2 separate regions of the Oncorhynchus mykiss genome follow, and region 1 is linked to region 2. The links are chromatin contacts, called in public Hi-C maps. All regions are on one chromosome and are shown on one strand. The core of a region is the stretch at or near the end of the contact, and the rest is flanking DNA. Distances in the headings are between cores, read along the strand shown. Region 1 holds the start of LOC110507770 (thioredoxin domain-containing protein 17). Region 2 holds the start of LOC110507763 (serine/arginine-rich splicing factor 1B).

Region 1 (3,493 bases), core at 942-3,441, 140 kb before region 2:
AAAACACATAATATAAACTGGGTGGACCGAGCCCTGAATGCTGATTGGCTGACAGCCGTGGTATACGGGTGTGACAAAACATTTATTTTTACTACTCTAATTATGTTGGTAGGGATTTTGTAATAGCAATAAGGCACCTTGGGGGTTTGTGACATATGGCCAATATACCACGTTGCATCTTGCCTAAGAACAGCCCTTAGCTGTGGTATATTGGCCATATATCAAACCCCCTCAGGCATCATTGCTTAAATAAAACACCTGCATGTTAATAGCCATAAAAGATAGGTAAGAAAGTATGTTGTCTATCCTCCTGGGAAACAGCAACAACTACACAAATAAAAGGCATAACAAATTAGTCATTTGTGATGGCTGTGGGTAAAAAGGACCTTCGGGAACATCTCTGTGGAGTGTTTGGGCAGGATGAACCTGCTACTGTGTTGCATTAGAGTGCTGTGGCATTGTCCATAATCATGTGTGTTGAAGCTTGCAGCCCTTCTATGAACATGTCTTGCATTGACTCGACTGCATCTGATTGTATCACTTTCTTTATGATTTTGTCCAGTCATCCTTCACAAAGTTTCCCTTCCAACACACAATGGCATAACACAAAACACTAGCTACTACACTGCTGTAAAACATGAGAAGCATTGTGTCTCACACATTAAAATATATTAGCTTCCTTAAACAGTACAGTCTGGATTAGGTTTTTTGATAGATACTCTGGGAATTATCCTTCAGTTTATTGTCCACTATAACTCTCAGGACTCTTAATTCCCTGTGATGAGCATCGTCACCTTTTATGATACAACTTGCTTTTGCAGAGTCTGAGAATTTCTGCAGGTGGCGCAGTTCATTGTTGTGTGTGAAGTAATTTATGTATTGAGAGGAAACGGGAAAGGTGACTGGGCCGTTCCTAGTGGGGTTAACGTTACCGTGTTTGCGCATATCTGGTTTCATACTGCCTGGTTCAATCTCACGAACTGTGGTCTTATTGGTCAGATAGTTCACAATCCATTTGACCATATGTGGGTTTACATGAATGTCTTTCCGCTAACGTTACCTTACCTGGGTCTGAAAAAGCCGAGTGCTTCGATTTGGACCTAATGTGACCCAGCTTTTCGATTGTCCTAGGTCATCGGGAACTCTAGGTTTGCAGTCATGGCTGTTCCTAAATCCCCTAGCTAATTACCGGTCTATCTACATCAGCTGTAGCCAGTATACCTAGCTACCTGCCTAGGTAGCTAACTAACGTTAGCTTTGATACATTTTGCAAACCCTTGCCTAGCATTTCAGTACGTATCTAGCCATGCAACCAGATGGTACAATATGCTTAGAATATTATCATGTAAAGAAAGTGAAAATATTTAGCTAGGATACTATTTGTACGGGATAGACTTCGACAGCTAGCTAGCAAGCTAATCACAGCTAAAACGGTTTAAAATGCCGCCTTGACAACAAATAATAAGCACCGCCTTCTGTAAAAACGAGAAGTGGGTATTTCTAACTTACGGAAAGCAGAAACCGTCAAACATAACCAGATGTAGGACATTTAAAATACTAATTTGACTAAAATGTGATAACTATGATAAAATTGTTGTTTTTCTATCTATTTGTGTCCATAATGTTCTGTTTGTTTCGATAAAACAGTCATCAAAAGCAGTACACGAATAGGATGATGTTGTCATATCAGTTTTATTTTTCATAGACAGGAAGAGGAAGTGTTGTCCTGCGTTTTCTGAACTGATAGCAAAGATTATGGATATACTGACAAGATACTTGCCTCTCTGCCCTAACAATGGGAGTCGTTGTCCACAACGCGGCAAGGCGGGCTGTCTAGCTCCCGCCTATCATTTCTTTGGATTGGTGATGTCTCATATTGTATTCGATGAGGGTTGTTGACGTTAACCGTCTGTATTCAATGGAGAAATGCTACGCTACAAGCCTCATATCATGAATATGCATAGCCATCTCGAGATGACTACGGTATAAAGTGTTTTTAATCAAAGATGAGACGATGTCATGTGTCCTACTTATATCAGTACAGTCGTAACAACCCAAACATTACGAAACTTACAATCAATCAAATACACCTCAAGTAGCAAATATGCCATACATTTTTGTTGTTGACCAAATTCGAAACTCTCATTGACCTCCAAACAAAAACTCCTTGCTTGGTGGGCGAAAAAACACACAAAACACCACCTGCTGGACGGAGACAGATTTTCCGCCGAGTTGGGCCTCTCTCTTTACTTCTTCCTCTCTGGTCGTAGTATTTTAGAAGCGATCATAGTCCAACTCGTTTTTATTCTAGCGTGAAACGATTCATACCTGCTTGCTTTGCCTACGATAATTGATAATACTGCTACTTATTCTATTTCATCATGTCTCATTACGAAGAAGTAAAGGTCCATGGTTATGATGAATTCTGCAAAGCAGTGTCTGAGCGAAAAGGAAAGGACATATTCGCATATTTCTCTGGTGATAAAGACGCTCAAGGGATGAGCTGGTGTCCAGATTGTGTGGAAGGTATTATAGTTATTTTATTGCTGTATTGATTTGTACTTTACATGTATAGCGGTTGGCTTTCTTTTCCAGCTGTCTTCCATAATGCGTCAGTCTCTGCTGCATTATGGTCGGCAATTCATTGTAGCCAAGCCAACTATTCTATGTAATGTGTTTACTGGGGATGCTCGTCTTATGCTCTATTTTCTGTATTATTTTAGGAAGTTATAGCTGTTGTGTGATTTATTGCTTGCATAAATCAAAGCCACACAGATTTGCCAGCTTTGTTCTGCTCCTTCCCCTCCAGCTGAGCCAGTTGTTAGAGGAGAGATGTCCCACCTTCCCGAGGGCTCTGTCTTCATCTACTGTCAGGTTGGAGAGAGGCCATAGTATGTACTCAACTTTTTCTTCATATTTACTGGTGATGATAGGAGAATGATAATGCTGTGCTATCAACAGGCAATAGAAAATACGATTTTTTTCATACCCGCAAATGCAGCTAGTAGTTTTGAAAAGCTTAGATAAATTGTGCAAGTTGTAACATCACGATTTGTTGGCTCTCTCAGGCAGCATATTTGAATTGAGCAAAATACACTGAACAAAAATATAAACACAATGTAATGTTTCATTACTGAAATAAAAGATCCCAGAAATGTTCCATAAGCACAAAAAGTGTATTTCTCTCCAATTTTGTTTACATCCTTGTTATTGAGCATTTCTCCTTTGCCAAGATAATCTGTCTCCTGACAGGTGTGGCATATCAAGGAACTGATTAAACACCATGATCATTACACAGGTGCACCTTGTGCTTGGGACAATAAAAGGCCACTCTAAAATGTGCAATTTGACACACAACACAATGCCACAGATGTCTCAAGTTTTGAGGGAGTGTGAAATTGGCATGCTGACTCCAGGAATGTCCACCAGAGCTGTTGCCAGATAATTGAATGTTATCTTTTAACCATAAGCCGCCTCCAACATTGCTTTAGAG
Region 2 (3,141 bases), core at 146-2,645:
GCTAAGTATTGTTCTCTATGCAACTGATTATCAAATACTGTAGTGCAAAAGTAATAACAATAAATTGTGTTGAGTTGAAACAATCTGGTAATTCTGGTTTTATTTCTCATAAATTAATCTTGGTTAAACCAGAATTAAAATATCCCATAATTTGGTCAGATGCTCATGCTCCATAGTCTGTCCATGAAGACTAGGCCTACTCACAAATATATATATTTTTTAACTGCACCAAAGAGTAGGCCTACCTACACATTGCATGATTTGTACATTATTTTCTACAGTAGTCAAACTCTGTTATACAGTTCTTGATTTTAACAGAATTCTTAGTTAATTTATCCTCACCCATGAACTAGTAGGCTACTTGTAGCGTGTCATCTGATTTGCTTTCCCATACCATGGTCCATGGCACCATCTACTGGCTTAAGAGTAGTTGATGATGATATATTAGGGTGTTTTCACATATTCCTCTTTAAAAAGAACGCATCTCAGTCCTCTTTAGGGTGAACAAAAAAAAGCTAAAGAACTAATTTATTTTTGTATTCACACTGCCCTTGCCTCTGAATGAGGACTACACTATTTAGCCTGTTCACTTCACCTATTTTGTGGACTGAGTCCTCTTTGCATTCACATTGATTTGTTTAGAAAGGAACCAAAATCTTTTTCCAACATGCACTCTGGGTTTTTACAAAGTGCAGGACAAGCCATTCAATCAGAATGTGTTATCGGACAGCTAGATATACCTACTTACATTTTGGAAGCTAATAGATTGCATTTCATTAAAATATCCGACATAATAATTGTAATCAGAATATACTATTAACGTGTACATTTAATTGCTAACAGAATAAATAGCAACCGAATAACTGCAGAATAAATAATGCTGTAATTGAAAATTGTACACCCAATGTAGGCTACTGCCCCTTTAAGAGCTAGAATACTGTATATAGACTTCTTTTTTTTCTACTGTGTAATTGACTTGTTTATTGTGTTATTGGCTTGTTTATTGTTTACTCTGTGTGTTGTCTGTGTCACACTGCTTTGCTTTATCTTGGCCAGGTCACAGTTGTAAATGAGAACATGTTCTCAACTAGCCTACCTGGTTAAATAAAGGTGAAATAAAAAAATTGATTTTGTACCCAACATTGTGATTCTCACCAAATATATTGTCTTCTCACACTATTCAAACCCCCCAATCAATAAACAGTTGATTAAGCTATCTTAGCCTATAGATCAAATATTGCAAACTAAAAACTCCACACATTCAACATCTTCTCTCTTGTGGCACCAATGTGAGTGTTTAGGGCAAAGGAAACTGTTGCAGTAGCCTAGTCTCTTTTACAGATGAGCCCTGTGGACTATTTTGTTTGGCGGAGGTAGGCATTTCTAGAGTTCTCTACTGGGTACATTTCCGGTATTCTCATGAATGCCCTCGCGAAGAAGCGCGGTTCTGCACCGGGAGAAGTGTAGCTAGCTAGTAGACAGCTTTAAGCGCGATTGATACCTTATTTCGTGTTTATGCACTATACTCATATGGTTTTCTAATCGGTTGTGATCTACTTAAATACCGTTTTGAGAACTCGCTTTTAATTTCAACCTAACGCTAAAATAAACTAGCTAACATGTCGGGAGGCGTCGTGCGAGGCCCTGCAGGAAATAACGATTGCCGTATTTACGTCGGAAATCTACCCCCTGATATTCGCACCAAAGATGTCGAGGACGTCTTTTACAAATACGGGGCGATTCGCGACATCGACTTGAAAAATCGGAGAGGAGGACCTCCCTTTGCCTTTATCGAATTTGAAGATCCCAGGTAGCTAAAGGCTAGCTTGTTAGCAACTCGTGCACTGCTCTAACGTTACTATACTGTAACTTGAATATCTATGCTCATGCAACGTTGACTTAGTTTGCACATGTAACTAACGTTAACGTAACTAGCCATTTTCGTTTTAAGAATGTAACGTTAATTGGCTTGACCGCTGGTTTCGTCTCTTTCTGCAGTGGCACATTGTGAAGTTGTCTTTGTTTGTGTCTAGCCAACTAAACGCCACGAGTTAAAGTAAATTGTTGAGTTTAGCCGGCTAATGAGTTACGCCACAGTTTGCTGTGTGGACGATTGTTTAACTAACATTTTCTATCACTTTTTCAGGGATGCCGACGATGCAGTGTACGGACGAGACGGCTATGACTACGACGGTTATCGGCTGCGAGTTGAATTCCCTCGGAGCGGCAGGGGTGGGGGGAGAGGCGGCTTTGGTGGTGGTGGGGGGGTTGGTGGCGCCCCTAGAGGCAGATACGGGCCGCCATCCAGACGCTCCGAGTACAGGGTCATTGTCTCAGGTGAGTTGTGTAACTACGTTGGAGACTTACCGTTGCTGAGGTCTCATTTTCAAGTGATCGAAAAGGGTCGCCCCTGGTCAATGATGGCACAGAATCATCTGTCTGGAGACTTAATTTCAACACGATCTGTCCAATACCTCAAGATAGGGTTGTCATATTCTAATGACATTTTTAGGGCTGATGTAGAACAGAGTAGATTCAAATAAACTGTGATATTATGCAAATGAGGCAGTACGGCATACATAATTACAATAATTTAAGACAAATAGTTTTACGGTAGGGTTGTCATATGAACAAATATTTGTGCTTTGTGAAACAGCGTATGTAACAATTTACTTTTGACTTTATGCAAATTAACTACTTAATATGCTAATTCTTATTTTCAGAAGAAAATGACAGCATAGCATGTTAAACCCATTAATTTAAAGTACCAATCTTATGCAACAGTACCAAATGTAACACACTAATTTGAGTGTCCCAGACTTACTTCTAGTCAGGGCATTCTGGAACATAGGAGGGGAAGGAAAGACGTACCTTCCGCCCAAGGACATCTGATGACCGTAAAACGCCCTCAGGACTTTCCCGTACTTGTTTGCAATACAATGTCACATCGATCTTACTCTGGTAGAGTGAGGAATACTCAGTGCAAAGAGCAAATATGAACACCAATTTCACAGGTTTCATTAAAAAAATGCTGTCCCACAGCATAGCGCCACTGTCAAATAATATTACTAGAAAATATTAATGAAATCACAAGTGCAATATTGCAAAACACAGCTTAGCCTTTTGTTAATCCACCTGTTG

The links. Hi-C and Micro-C count contacts between places; a contact is called where the count stands out from the background.
Region 1: a contact with region 2 is called in a Hi-C map of liver, with 6 times the contacts expected there. The contact joins the promoter of LOC110507770 here to the promoter of LOC110507763 in region 2. A contact is called at or near these places in 2 of 3 Hi-C or Micro-C datasets (blood and liver).

The regions. Positions count from the first base shown.
Region 1 is chr27:21,418,066-21,421,558 of USDA_OmykA_1.1, reverse strand. LOC110507770 (thioredoxin domain-containing protein 17) reads left to right here and starts at 2,191. Exons shown (of 4, transcript XM_021587998.2): 1 at 2,191-2,526; 2 at 2,810-2,891. The coding sequence starts at 2,382. It also overlaps a transcript of LOC110507128 not described here.
Region 2 is chr27:21,277,070-21,280,210 of USDA_OmykA_1.1, reverse strand. It overlaps LOC110507763 (serine/arginine-rich splicing factor 1B), which reads left to right and starts at 1,395. Exons shown (of 5, transcript XR_005039969.1): 1 at 1,395-1,810; 2 at 2,147-2,337. It overlaps LOC110507766 (fructose-bisphosphate aldolase C), which reads left to right. Exons shown (of 9, transcript XM_021587993.2): 9 at 1-83.